2 separate regions of the Sus scrofa genome follow, and region 1 is linked to region 2. Evidence: chromatin contacts called from public HiChIP or PLAC-seq data. All regions are on one chromosome and are shown on one strand. Each heading gives the region's core, a stretch centred on a gene start, on an enhancer-like site or on the middle of the called end of the contact. The rest is flanking DNA. Distances are from core to core; before and after follow the strand shown.

Region 1 (6,614 bases), core at 1,217-3,716, 130 kb after region 2:
GCTCAAATGCCAACCACTTTCTGAAGCCTAAAGATCACCAGTGCAGAGGGACTTCCCGCTCTCCAGCACCCTCATGCCATTTGCAAACCTTTAATTGTAAGAGAATAAAAAGTACCTTATTTCATTAAACAGTCATGTCTTTGTGCAAAGCTCATCTCTCTTACTGGGCACTAAATTCCTCAGAGGCAGGCGAAACCTCACATTCTTTTACCCTCCTATATAATAAAGCACCTACAGAATGAGACTTTCTTTTTTTAGCTCTTGAGGGCGGCAACTGTAGTATATGGATGATACCGAGGTTGGGGGTCGAATCAGAGCTGCAACTGTGGCCTACACCACAGCCACAACAATGCTAGATCCAAGCCATGTCTGCAACCTACACCACAGCTCAGGGCAATGCCGGATCTTTAACCCACTGTGCAAGGCCAGGGATTGAATCTGCATCCTCAAGGATTCGTTACCACTAGTTGGGTTTGTTACCGCTGAGCCACAACATGAGACATTTTGTAAAGACTTTTTTTTTTTGGTCTTTTCTAGGGCTGCTCTCCCAGCATATGTAGGTTCCAGGCTAGGGGTCTAATTGGAGCTGTAGCTGCCGGTCTACGCCAGAGCCACAGCAACACGGGATCCGAGCTGCCTCTGCAACCTACACCACAGCTCATGGCAACGCCGGATCCTTAACCCACTGAGCAAGGCCAGGGATCGAACCCGCAACCCCACGGTTCCTAGTTGGATTCGTTAACCACTGAGCCACAACGGGAACTCCTTGTCAAGACTTTTTGAGTGATCAAGCGATGAGCATATAAATCGCATTCATGAATTCCTTCCAACAAGTTGCTAAAGCGAAAACTGAATGAATCCAGAAAATTGCCTAGCTCTTATAGTAGTAATTATCTACAATAATGTCTTTCAATTTCTTTATTTGTAATACCACGGGATATCAGAGAACTTCTAGAAAGTTCATTAAACACCTGCGTCAAAAGCCCAAGATCCCAAATGTTGTGACCTTTCTTCCCCAGCTAACAGCACAGCTATCTGTCTGTATTACACAAACTATCTGTAGTCCCAGAATGAACCTACTGACTAACTCTGCCTCTGAAGGACTCAGAGAGAATTTAAGGTAAGAGGTTAAGATATGAGATATGATCCAGGAGACACCAACTGGTTTTCTTTAATTTCTCCCACCTCCAACCTAACAATGTTCCTCTTGAAGATTCCCAGCAAGAAAAAAACACCAGCAGTTATTAGGTGGTATCCATTCTAACAGTAATTTCACAATGTGCCAAATTCCTATAGAACCGGGAAAGAAGATCTCAGTGACTGTCAAGTGCATCTCTTTACACTTTTTTCGGTGTGATAAAATTGCCAGGTTTGAAACAGAAGCTTTATTCCTAAAAGTATGAGTAATCTGTATGTAAATTGTGGCCGCCCTAATGAGTCCTCAGGCTGAAACCAAGGTGGCAAAATAGGGGAAGTCCAGAGCACGTGACACGGAAAACTGACTCTCTGAAAACGGATGGCATCACCTTTACACGATCTTAACCCAGGTATACAGGACGCAAAATGACATAAATATTAAGAGTGGAAGTCTCCGAACAATTTTCAAATAAATGTAAAAAGAGTCAATGCGCAAGTGATTCTTTTGTAACATAGTTAGCATGACATTTAAAAAAATTCAGAGCATCTAAGTCGTACAGGCCATATGATCCAATGAGTGTTTTTTCTTTTGCATAAAATGTTTCATCACGATTAGAAGTAAAACCAACAGAAATCATCTGCGGCCTCGGAAGGGGGAAGCTTAACCTAGGTCAAGAGCGAGAAATACTGAAAGCGCGGCATGCGACGATAAACGGGAAGCTACCACCGGGTTCCAGCTCTTACCGGACGTGCAAGCCCCAGGCCAGGGAAGGCGAGGGCAGAGGGGCAAAGAGTAGCGGAGACCGCGGCTCAGCGAGAGGAGGACACGCTTCCCCGTCGGACCCCACCGCCCGGCAGCCCCCGGCTTCTCATTCATTCCGCGCGGTCTCCAGGTGGCGGCCGCGCGTTGGCCGCCGCCGCGTTCTCCGCCCGGAACCACCGTGCACTCACCTGTTCGGGACGACGACCTCGCGGCGCCCTGGGCCGCAGAGACCGCCGCCAGGAGCCGGGGGGATGCGGGCCTGGGGCCGGCGGCGGGCGGGGGCGAGCGGCGGCGCGGCGGCGGGCCGGGCGGGCGGCGCAGGCCGGGCGCGTCCCTCTGCAGCAGGGCGGAGCAGAGCCGCCGCGGGCTCTGAAACATGCCGGGCGCCGCTGCCACAACCGCCGCGGCTCCTCGCGCGCCCACAGATCCTCGGGGCCCGGCCGAGCCGAGCCGACTCTCGGGTCAGTCCAAGCAGAGATGCCCCGGCTCCTTCTCGCGCAACCGCGGCTCGGCGGAAAGTCCTGGACCTCGAGCCGGAGACGGAGAGGTGGCAGCAGCTGCTACGAGGCGGAGCCGCTGTCTGCCGCGGGCCGGCGAGAGCTGGAGGATAACCGGCCAGAGCCGCGAGCTGACAAAGTGGGCGCTACCAAGCGGGACCGGCAGAGGGGGATCCGCGGGACCGGAGCCCAGAGCGACCAGGGTGGGACTCCCAGAACCGGTGTGATATTGCTTCGACAGGAAGAAGAGCTTAAGGTGTTTATTGGATGGAGGCCGTGGGAGGCCCAAAGTAACAAGTGATTCTTTGGTGCGATTTTAAAGAAATGTATCTCCCCTTCCGCTGGCTGTAGTAGAAACGCCCACAGGCTGGGAGTCCCGAGACCTTTCCAAGGCTCTGGCCCTGGGGACACGTGTGTGTCCGAGTGGAAGGTAGCATTTGTGTGTACGTGTGAGAGTACATGTGAATCCGGCAAAGGGCGTATGCCTCCGGCCCTTTCGGGAGGATATACTGCGTTAAACGAAATTAAGCATGATAGGACCCGGAGTGTGTGCGAGGGCGGTGCTAAGACAACATCCCTCTCCTCAAGGATGTGATACTCAGGCAAAGGGGGCCGAAGGTAGCAAGAGAAATCAGACCTTAAAGCTCAACAAGGCAGATTAAGATCAGTGTCACAAGTTTCCGCAAGGCTGGTGATAGAAGTCATAAACAGGCCTGGGATTTCTAGATGGGCTTTGAGGTCTAAGATTTACACTTGTGGAAATTGGGTGGGAAGTGGTGATGATTTACACATGAAGGAAGAGAATAAAGAGAAAGCCCTAAGTGTATTTGGAGGAACAGTTCTTAGTTCTATAGGATGGAAGGTAAGGAGTAAGAAGACAGATGCTTGGATAGGTTATATAACCTCTGCCTATGGAAGGCAGAGATGAGACTACATCTAATATGGTAGGAAATTGTGAGCTGAGCAAGGATATATCTTAGGACCGTGCTTTTTCCCTCTCTTTTCTTTTTCTTTCCTCCCTCCTTTCTTTTCTTTTCTTTTCTTTCTTTTCTTTCTACCCCACCCCCACCCCACGAATCTTACTGAGCCACAGCAGTGGCAACTGTGGGATGCTAAACCCCTAGGCCATGGGAAACCCCAGCCTGACTTTAATTGGAGGTCATGTATCTCAGGGGACATGGAAAGGCAGGAGAGAGTAGACCCATGGATACGAAAGATAGTCTAGACCTGTATCTGGTACTGGAAAAGAATGAATGGAAGAAACAGCTCAGATAGATTGCGCAGAGAACAATGACTAATCAGTAAGGGAAGAGTGGTGGTTGCCAAGACTGGATTCCTCTCTGAATGACTTATGAATGAGAAATGTTTTCTTGTTGGATTTCCCATGATTTTGCTGGTTCTTCTGTCTTGTGGAATTGGAAGCTTTTCATTACCAAGGATATTCAAAACATTTTTGAGACCTGGGCTGTATATCTGAACCCAGAGGGTGTGGAGGCGTCAGCTGGCTCAAGTTGATCCTAACTCCTGGGAGACAGGCTTCTTGGCAAATTAGTAAATCTTCTGTTTCCTTATCTATAAAAACAGGTAGAATCATACCTTAGTCATTAGGTGAAATAAAAGGCAATGAGAAAATTTGTCAATAAAAAGCATTTTGCAAATATATCAAAATTTTGAATTAGAATCCAGGGTCTATAGGAGTTCACTTACAATTGTTTTTCTTTTCCATATGTTTGGATATATTCAAAATAAAGTGCTGAAAGTACTATTCGAATATAAACTGTCATTTTTTATTTTTTAAAAGTTTTATTGAAGTATAGTTGATTTACAATGATGTGATGATTTCTGCTGTACAAAAGAGTGATTTAGTTATACATATACACATAGTCATTCTTTTTCAAATTCTTTTCCCATATAGGTTATCACAGAACATTTAGTTCCCTGTGCTATAAAGCATATCCCAGCTGCCGATCCATTCCATAAAATACTTAAACTGTCATCATATATATGCCAGGACCTGCGACCTCATGATTTCTTTTTTTTTTTTTTTTTTTTTTTGGCCACACCTGAGGCATTCGGAAGTTCCCTGCCCAGGGATCAAACCTGTGACACAGCAGTGACAATGCCCAATCCTAAACCGATAGGCCACCAGGGAACTGCTAAACTGCCATTATTAAACGGGATTCGAAGTGCATGCTGTTCTGAAAACAGGTCAGTAGTATTATTTTTGTTATATATTAAATGCAGTATACTTTAAGCAATCAGAAAAATATAAATTAAAACTTTATTCACTTCAAAAACTCAGCTGAGTAGCATTGAGAACTTTGTCTAGATACTCATGTTGCAACAGAACAAAGGGTGGGGAAAAAATGTAATTGTAATGTATACATGTAAGGATAACTTGATTCCCTTGCTGTACAGTGGGGAAAAAAAAAAACAACTCACTCAGTAAGCGTTTGTTGAGCACATATTAAGGCTCTTCGTTAGGGCACATGAAAATGAACTGAACAAAGTCTGCTCAGTCTAGTGGATGAGACATCGTATAAACACAAATACTTACAATCATCTGATAAAAAATACAGAATCATGATATGAACGAGCTTCTGTGGAAACACAGAAGAGGAAGTCCCTGACTGCCTGGAGAAGTCAGGAGAGGTTTTTTGAACAAAGTGATTTCCAGGCAGAAAGAAAACAAACAGCAAGGGAATGACAGTAGGGGTGTTTCAGGAACAGTGAGTACCACACTTTAATAAGCCTTGAGTACCCGGTGTCTGAAAGGGCGGGGCAGGAGGTGAGGTGGAAGCTGTGGGCAAGAACCAATCGTCAAGGGTTTTCAGAGGAGTTTGGACTTTATCCTGGAGGTCCTGGGAAACCTTGGAAAGCCAGGTAGGTTGTACTTTGAGGGTGGCATTTTGGAAAGATTCCCTGTCAGCAGTGTGGAGGATGGATGGAAGACCAGGAAAGAATAAGAACAGTGCTGGTGAGGAAGAGTTCCAGGCAGGTCAGACTCTCTGGAGGAGGGAGGGGCAGGGTAGGGCATGCTTATCGGCAAAGAAAACCACTCAGGTGATTCTAATGCACATCCTTGTTCCTCCCTCAACATGACCTCCCAAACAATTAAACCAGCAGCAGGGATGGTGGACTATGAAGGAGACGGAACCACAGGGTTGAGCCAGAGATAAAATCCAGGGGGCGGGGAGTTCCCATTGTGGCCCAGCAGGCCACATTGCTTAGGATAAGGGTTTGATCCCTGGCTTTAAGGATCTGGTGTGTGTTGCCGAGAGCTGTGGTGTAGGTCGAAGACGAGGCTCAGATCCTGCGTGGCATCGGCTGGTGGCTGCGGCTCTGATTTGACCCTTGGCCTTGGACCTTCCATTATACCACAGGTTCGGGCCTACCACCCCCGCCCCCCCCACCCGCAAAAATTAAATAGATCAATCCAGGGGGCAAGGGAGGAGAGTCCAGCTTCTAGAAATGAGTTAAGTGACAGGTTGATAATGGTACCAAACAAGGAAAACAGGTGGAGATGCCTTTGTCGGGGAGGGCACTGAGTTAAGAGCAGAGCATTTAACTGAGATGGGTCCCGGGAACACCCAGGTGGAGTCACTTTGTAGGCAAATAAAATTAAGGGCCTGGAGTTCATGGCAGGGTCAGGGCCACACACTATTGAGAGTCTACTAGTTGAAGCCGTGGATGATGAGGTCACTCACGAAAAGCCTTTTAAGTGAGAGAAAAGTATTCAGGATGAAATCCCTGTGAAACACACGCCTTTCAGGATCATTGGAAGGGAAAAAGACTTGAGAGAAGAACCGAGAGATTGGTATCTGGGAAATAAGAGACAAGTTTCTGGAAGAGTGGGACGGTGATGAATGCTCCCAAGAGGTCGAGGCAGCCAGTGAATCCTCTGGATTTGACAAAGAGAAGTGCTCTTTGTGTGAACAGCTGCACATCGGCGGCGTGGTGGTGGCGGTGGTGGAAACCAGATGGCAGTGGTCCCAGGGCCTGGCAGGCAGGAGACCAATGAAAGAACAATAGGCTAAAGAATGAGGTGAGCTTTCTTTTTCTCTGAAGATTGGAGCAACCTCAAAATCTAAATTGAGGAGGAGTCAGGAAACAGAGATGTTGTAGGAATTCCCCAGTTGGCTCAGTGGATTAAGGATCCGGCATTGTCACTGCTGTGGCTCATGTTTGATCCCTGGCCTAGGAATTTCTGCAGCTGA
Region 2 (6,768 bases), core at 2,126-4,625:
TATAAAAGTGGGGAAAATCTCTTCTCTGGGCTAGCCTCTCATACTGAAGACAGGTTGAAATTTAAAAAGAGACTCAGATAATTAGAGAAAACAAATGAGAAATAAACAGAAAAGAAGTACAAATGCATTCTACCCAGTACATGTTGCATATAATCTTATTAATATTTAATCTATATATACTTGCATGTAGATGAATATAAATGCACAGAAAAAAGTCTGGAGGCTAAAATGCTAAACTTTTATGGTTGCCTGTGGAACAGTGGAGGTATGGGATGGCTGGGTATGTGTCGGGTATGAGTGGAAAGAAAACCAGAGAAGGAAAGCAGATTTGGCTTTTTAAAAAATCTATTTTGTATTATCTGAAAATTACTGATGAGAATGTATTAATGAAACACTTGTATAATTAAAAAATTAACTGTAATATTAAAAAAGAAGCAAAAGTAATCTAGTTATCACATAGAGATCTATTCTGTAATCATGCTAGGATTGCTGCTCATATCAGCCCTTTCCTTCTGAACCTGAGGTCTTTTGAATGCTTTGCTCAAACTTTCTGGGTTCCTTACTTCACTGGCTTCTGTAAGGGATGTCTTTCCAAGACTATCAAAGAGCTGCCTCAGAGACATCAAGTTGGGCAACTCCAAGGCCAATCTCAAGAGAGCAGGTTGCTCTCTTTCCTACTGTACCAGTCAATCAGTAACACTAATTCTGGGTAGCAAACCACCTCAAAACACAACACTCTTTTTTTTCTTTTTCATTTTTGCAGATCACTGGCTTCAAGCTGGAGATAGTTCAGGACCGCTTCATGTATCTCATTCTTCCTGTACTAGCAGACTACCCAGGCATATTCTTTACATTTCGAAAGGCAGATGTGAGAGAGGCAAGCAGCAACATGCAATACCCTTCCTAAGGTGAGGCTCAGAACTGTCACACTGTCATCCATATTCCTTTGGCCAAGAGCAACTGGCCAAAGAATGGAGTGGAGAAACATTCTGTCTCTAATGAGAGGAACTACAAAGCCACATTTCAAAGGGTGTGCACGGAGCAGTGAAAAATTGGGAACACTAATGTTATTCACCACTGTTTCTGCCTGGGACTTTCCAGCTTATTTCCAATTGACAGTAGGGGAGCTATATTTCTTCTCGTGGTAGTTGGAAACGGGAATGATTTGACCCAGCAGGCGAGATCTGTTCCTATCCACAGAAACCAGGCATTGTTGTTGCATGCTCCTTAATATGCCATGTTATTGTCATGGAGATGCAGTAGTACTGATTATTAATCCCTTACAAATATCAAAAAGGACAAAAGTTCCCTTAAGTGGTCGGTTATTTTACAGGAAATAGGGGATTAGAAATACTGCCCTGGAACGGGTGCTATTTGTAGTATCCTGTTATGAAAGGTTTGAATGTTCTAAGATTTTATACATTCTTTAGTTTAAAAAGGTGCCAAGAGTCGCCATATTTTAGAACTCAGGAATCCATAAAACTTCATCAATGTTCAGAGGATCTCTTTGACTAACCTTTTCTGCTGTCCAGATTTCCTCTCTGTTTAAAAGCAACGATCCCCAGAGTTGCTTTTTTAGAAAGGAAAGAAGGAATCCCGAGCCCTGCTTCGTATCACCCCTCTACATAAACAGGCATCAATAATAGCTTTGAAAAAAAAAAGAGAAGATCATTAAATTCTTAGGCTCTTTAGAGACTTAAGTCAGTAGGGTAGGGCCTCCTGTGGTTCTCTGACATTTGAGACCTATTCTAGGGTTATTTCTGTGATTTCCCATGTTACTTTCAAGAACAACTACCGCTTACATTCCTCAGTTTCTCCTTCGCTCAGGACTGGTTACGAAGACCCCAAAAAAGTAGGGCTAGAGCCCGGAAACGAACCTGGGGAATACAGCGCCACGTCCACTAGCGTACAAGAGTCCGAGAGGAGAGCAGGATTAGTCCCCACACGCACCGGGACAGGCACTGCTCTTTGTTAAACAAATATAAGAAAAAGCAGCGGCAGTGGTTGGAGGGGAATATATTGAAGCGCTAGTATGCATAACTGTGCATAAGAAAGGTCATTAATGATGCACGCCAAACACTGGGCAACCCCGGGCACCGTGTCATTGGCTTTTGTGCACTTGAAGGCGCGTGAATGCCCTGCTCAGAGGCTCCCCTTTGTGTGAAAGTGGGGAAACCAGAAGCATGCACCTACTGTTGGGTTTTAATTTTTGAATTTGTAGGCACTTGGACTAAAATACTCTTGCACCAACACACTCCCGCATTCTCGCATCGACAGTCGTCGAGCTTGAGTTACTTCTCCGTTCCTCGGCGGCCGAGGGAGGACCGACAATGGCTCGGGGCGAGCGTCCGCAGCTCCGGGGGCAGCGCCAAGGGGCCGCCCGCCGCGCTCCGCAGCTGCGCGCTGAGCCCCACCGCCCGCCAGTCAGCAAACGCGGGCACCAACCGCCGCGCGGCCCGGCGGTTGGGCGGGTGGTAATTTCTGGGAATGGGGCGGGGTCCGCGGGGGTACGAGGCTGGGCGTTTGCTAGCGAGTTGAGGAAGGAGGGTGAGGAGGAGGAGGAGGAGGAGGAGGAATGGGCGGCGCCGAGAAGCCCGAGGCGGGCAGGGCGGGGCTCCATGAGCATCACGGGCCGGGGAGGGGCCGGGGGCGGGGCAGGCGGCGCGCTCCAGCCCGCCCGCGCCCCCACCCTCCACTTAGCCCAGGCTGAGGAGTGGAAACCGGACTGACCCGGGCTAAGAGTTTCCACAACCCAGTAACTGTCAGGCTGCCTGAGTGTGGAGCCGTCCCTGGAGGAGAAGGGTGGAAGTCCAGAGCGGGGGTGGGGTGACAGCTGGGGCCCGCGGGGGTCTTCAGAGAGTGGCGAGAGTGTGTGCGAGCGGTCCCAGCCGGCGGGGAGAGGCGGGCGGGCGCTGCAGGTGCACGCGCGGCCGCGCCACCCCCACGAGCCGGCCAGTGCTTGAGAGCCTCCGCGCCAATCCCGGGCTGGGGCCGGAGCCAGGAGCGGGATGGGGGAGCCCGAAGCTGGGAGCAGCTCTAGTGGCGAGAGTCTTTACCTGAGAAAGCAGGTTTGGGAGAAGTTAGAGGATACCGGGCGGGTGGATTCGAGTGAGCCGCAGAGGCTTGTTTGGCGGGCTGGTAGGGGCCAAGGGCGACGGGGCCCCACGGGGTATAAATAGCCGGCCGGGGTTTGACAGGCGCAGCAGTGACTGGCGGTGCCGCCCCCCCTCGCCGCGTGGGGAGGGGAGGAGCGCTCGGAGCGAGCGGGGTGGGGGAAGCGGACTCGAGTGTCCTGGTGGCGGCGGCAGGAGGCCGAGTGGGAGGAGCCGAGGCGGGGGGTGGAGGGAGGGGAGCAGGGCGAGGGCGGGGGCCACCATTGCTCCCCGCGCCGGGCTCTGTGTCGCCGCCGTCGCCTCGGCGGTTGGGGGGTCGGTGGAGCGGCGCGGGCGAGGGGCTCTGCGCGGGGCGGCGCGCCGCTGTTTTGTCTTTTCTCCCAGCGAAGCGGCTCGGGCAGCTGGGAGGCCCCGGCTCCCTCCGGACGCCTGGCCAACGGCGGCGGGGACTAGTCCGCGGCCCTGCTGGGAGAGAAAGCGAAGCGGAGGTCTTCCCCGGCGACGCGGAGAGCAGGTAAGAGCGCGGGCCGCCGATGCTGGTGGGAGGGAGCGCGGAGGGTGCGGCGAGAAAGCCTCGCTGTCCCGTGTGCCGCCGCCTCCCTCCGCGCCCCCGCCCCGCGCCTGTGTTGTTTGCTCCCGGGTTTGCGGAGGGTTTTCCGGAGGCTGTGGCGGTGACACTGGACTGGCAGCGGGGGAAGGGGGCTGAGTGCCCCCGGGCAACGGTCGGGGAGGAGACTTGGAGAAAGGGGAAGGCGCGCGGCGCGCTGGCCTGCGGGGAGCGCCGGGCGCGGGGCAGGGCTGAGGGAAGAGGTTACGGACCCCGGCGGGGGGGGGGATGGGCGGCGCGCAGCTGGTCTCGCTGTGTTTACATCGCCGCGCGAGTCACCTCGGCCGAGAAGCGGACTGAACTGACCCGCCTTATCCCGCGGGGAGGCCAGGGCGGGGGTCCGGCTCCGGAGGAAGCGCGTCCTGGGAGGGTCTGTAGGGCGGGAGGCTGCGGCCGGCGCCGGGGCAGGGCGGCGAGCTCGGGGCGGGACCAGGGAGGCTCTGGCCGCGTGGGGTGGCGTGGAGGGCTGGAGACCAGTTTCCTTCTCAGTCGGGCCTTTTCGCCGCCTCTTACCTTTCCTTCCCTCCGCTACTAGCTGGCAGGGCAGGTTGTACTCGGTCATTCTTCCATTCTCGCTCTCCACTCCGGCCCGCTGCTGCCACTTCCCCTATTCCCCCGGGAGTCGGGAGGCAGGGCTCCGGTAGGAATCTGTTTTTTAAACAAAACAAAAACGGGCACTTTAACACGCGCGTCCAGTGACCGCCTTCTGGACCCTCTCTTCGCGAAGCTAGCCCTCAGAGACTGTGCTCCTGGATGCGTGAGGAACGCGGGAGGAGGACGATGAGGGCCCTGCTGGGGCTGGTACTGACTGCCGGAGCAGCTTTGCGAGCCAGGCAGCACAGTCCCCTCTCTTGCTCCACTTGGGCATTTTTATTTCATGTCAATAAAGGACAGAAAATATTCCATTTCCCCGAGATCCAGATTGCCCAGTTTCTAATGTTTCTCCTGTGCCAGCATCCTGGGCTCTCTTTTTTTTTCTAGGAGCTAGCTACAATGCAAAATAGTCTTTAAGTTCTTAATACTTCGTTAAGTGAGTGAGAGGGGGACACTGTGTTGTAAAACTGAATTTCACCCCCATTCTTGTGTTCATGAACATTTATTTCAGCTGTGTGGTTTAAATTTTAATCCGGTGATGATAGAACAGTAATCTGGTGTTTGGTAATCAGATTTGCTTTTCTTTTTTATCTGTGAGTTTATCAGAGAGGTAAATTATGCACTTTGTGTAGTGCCATAATCACAGAATAGTGCCAGAATGCACAGAAGAACGTATGCTTTACTAAGATAGAATTGGCTATTTGAGTTTCAGCATTTCTTCTTTTCTTCAAAAGGTAGAATGACTTTTTATAAGACTGAAAACTACTGAATTACATCTAAAGAGATTTAGAAATAAAGGTTAAATATAGTGTAGTGCAGTTTACACAGTGAGTTCATATGAATATTGTTGAGACATCTCCTAGTAAACACTAAGTAGAAAATTGTTATGTCTTGGGCATTTGAAATTTGAAAATTTAGTGTCAGCCTTTTTAAGCTTAGCAACTGAACCGATTCCTTTGATCATCGCTTTTCATTTCAGACATATATACTCATTTACAAAATGATCGAAGTAGGGTGGAAAGAATTTATAGTTTTGAGATTTTTCTATGCTAAGTAGAGAGATCTGTGACTGTGGCTGTGGTAGGGCCTTACCAGTGTTGATGGCTTTACCTGTTCACAGATTGTACACCAGGGTTTGTTATTTTTGATAGCAGCTTTATTGAGATATAATTCACCTAACATTCATTGCACTAATTTGAAATGTACAGTTCAGTAGTTTTTAAAATATTTACAAATTTGTGAAACTATCACCATAATAAATCTTAAAACGTTTTTATCACCCTGAAAAAGGAACCTCATACCTATTAGCTGTCATTGTCCATTTCCTCCTGCACCCGCCCCAAACCCCTAGACCTAGGCAATCACTAATTTACTTTCTGTCTCTATAGATTTGCCTGTAATGGACATTTTATATAAATGGAATCATACAAAGTATGATCTTTCATAATTGCTTTCTTCGATTTAGCATAGTGTTTTCAGAATTCATCCATGTCATACCATATGTCATTATATAGCTTCTTTTCAGTGCTGAGTAACATTCCATTATATAGATATACCACATATTATTTATCCATTAATTAGTTGATGGAATTTGAGTTTCAGCCTTTTAGCTGTCATGAATAATGCTGCAATGCACATTGTGTACAAGTTTTTTATATATGGATGTGTTTTCATTTCTGTTGGGTATATACATTTTTTAAAAAATTAGCTTTCTGAGTTATTTAATACCAAAAATTAATTTTGAATGCAAAATTTAATGATTTTTTTTAGTAAATATATTGTTAAATTATCATCACAAGCCAGTTTTAGAACTTTTTATCACTTTCATATATTCTCTCTGGCCTGTTTGAGGTTAACACTTATTCTCACTCCTGGCCCCAAGCAACCACTGATTTTTGTTTTGTCTCTATAGATTTGCCTGTTCTAGATATTTCATGTAAATGGAAACATACAGTATGTAGTCTTTTGCATCTGGCTTCTTTTGAGTTACTGTACTGTTTCTGGGATTCAGCCATATTTTACCATGTGTTGGTATTTTTTTTACCACTGAATAGTATTTTATGGTATCATTATACCATAATTTATCTGTTGACCTGTTGATGGGCATTTGGATTGTTTGTAGTTTTTGACTTTTGCAAATGATGAAGCTTTAAAGCTTGAGTACAAGTTTTTGTGTGGCCATATGGTTTCATTCTCTTGGGTAGATGCCTAGGGATAGAATTGCTGGGTCATCTGTTTAACTTTTCAAAAAACAACCAAACTGTTTTCTGAAGTGGCCTTACATTTTATATTCCTAACAGCAAGCTATGAGAGTTACAGTTTTTTCACACCTTTATCATCTGTTTTGTTATAGCTGTTCTACAGGGTGTAGAGTGTTTAACTCATTGTGGTTTTAATTTGCATCTTTCTTAAAGATGTAAGATGTTGAACATTTTTTCTTTTTTTTTCTTTTTT

Evidence for each region. HiChIP or PLAC-seq counts read pairs in DNA pulled down with a chosen protein or histone mark.
Region 1: a contact with region 2 is called in an H3K27ac HiChIP or PLAC-seq map of alveolar macrophages. The contact joins the promoter of NOCT here to the promoter of ELF2 in region 2. A contact is called at or near these places in 2 of 5 promoter capture datasets (fetal liver and liver), 11 of 47 Hi-C or Micro-C datasets (blood, brain, fetal heart ventricle and 6 more) and 2 of 2 datasets of contacts at active chromatin or transcription factors (alveolar macrophages and skeletal muscle).

The regions. Positions count from the first base shown.
Region 1 is chr8:87,906,765-87,913,378 of Sscrofa11.1, forward strand. It overlaps NOCT (nocturnin), which reads right to left and starts at 2,467. Exons shown (of 3, transcript XM_003129187.4): 1 at 2,089-2,467. The coding sequence starts at 2,278. It overlaps LOC110262015 (a long non-coding RNA gene), which reads left to right and starts at 6,052. Exons shown (of 3, transcript XR_002346497.1): 1 at 6,052-6,442.
Region 2 is chr8:87,771,219-87,777,986 of Sscrofa11.1, forward strand. ELF2 (ETS-related transcription factor Elf-2) reads left to right here and starts at 3,376. Exons shown (of 10, transcript XM_021101570.1): 1 at 3,376-3,627.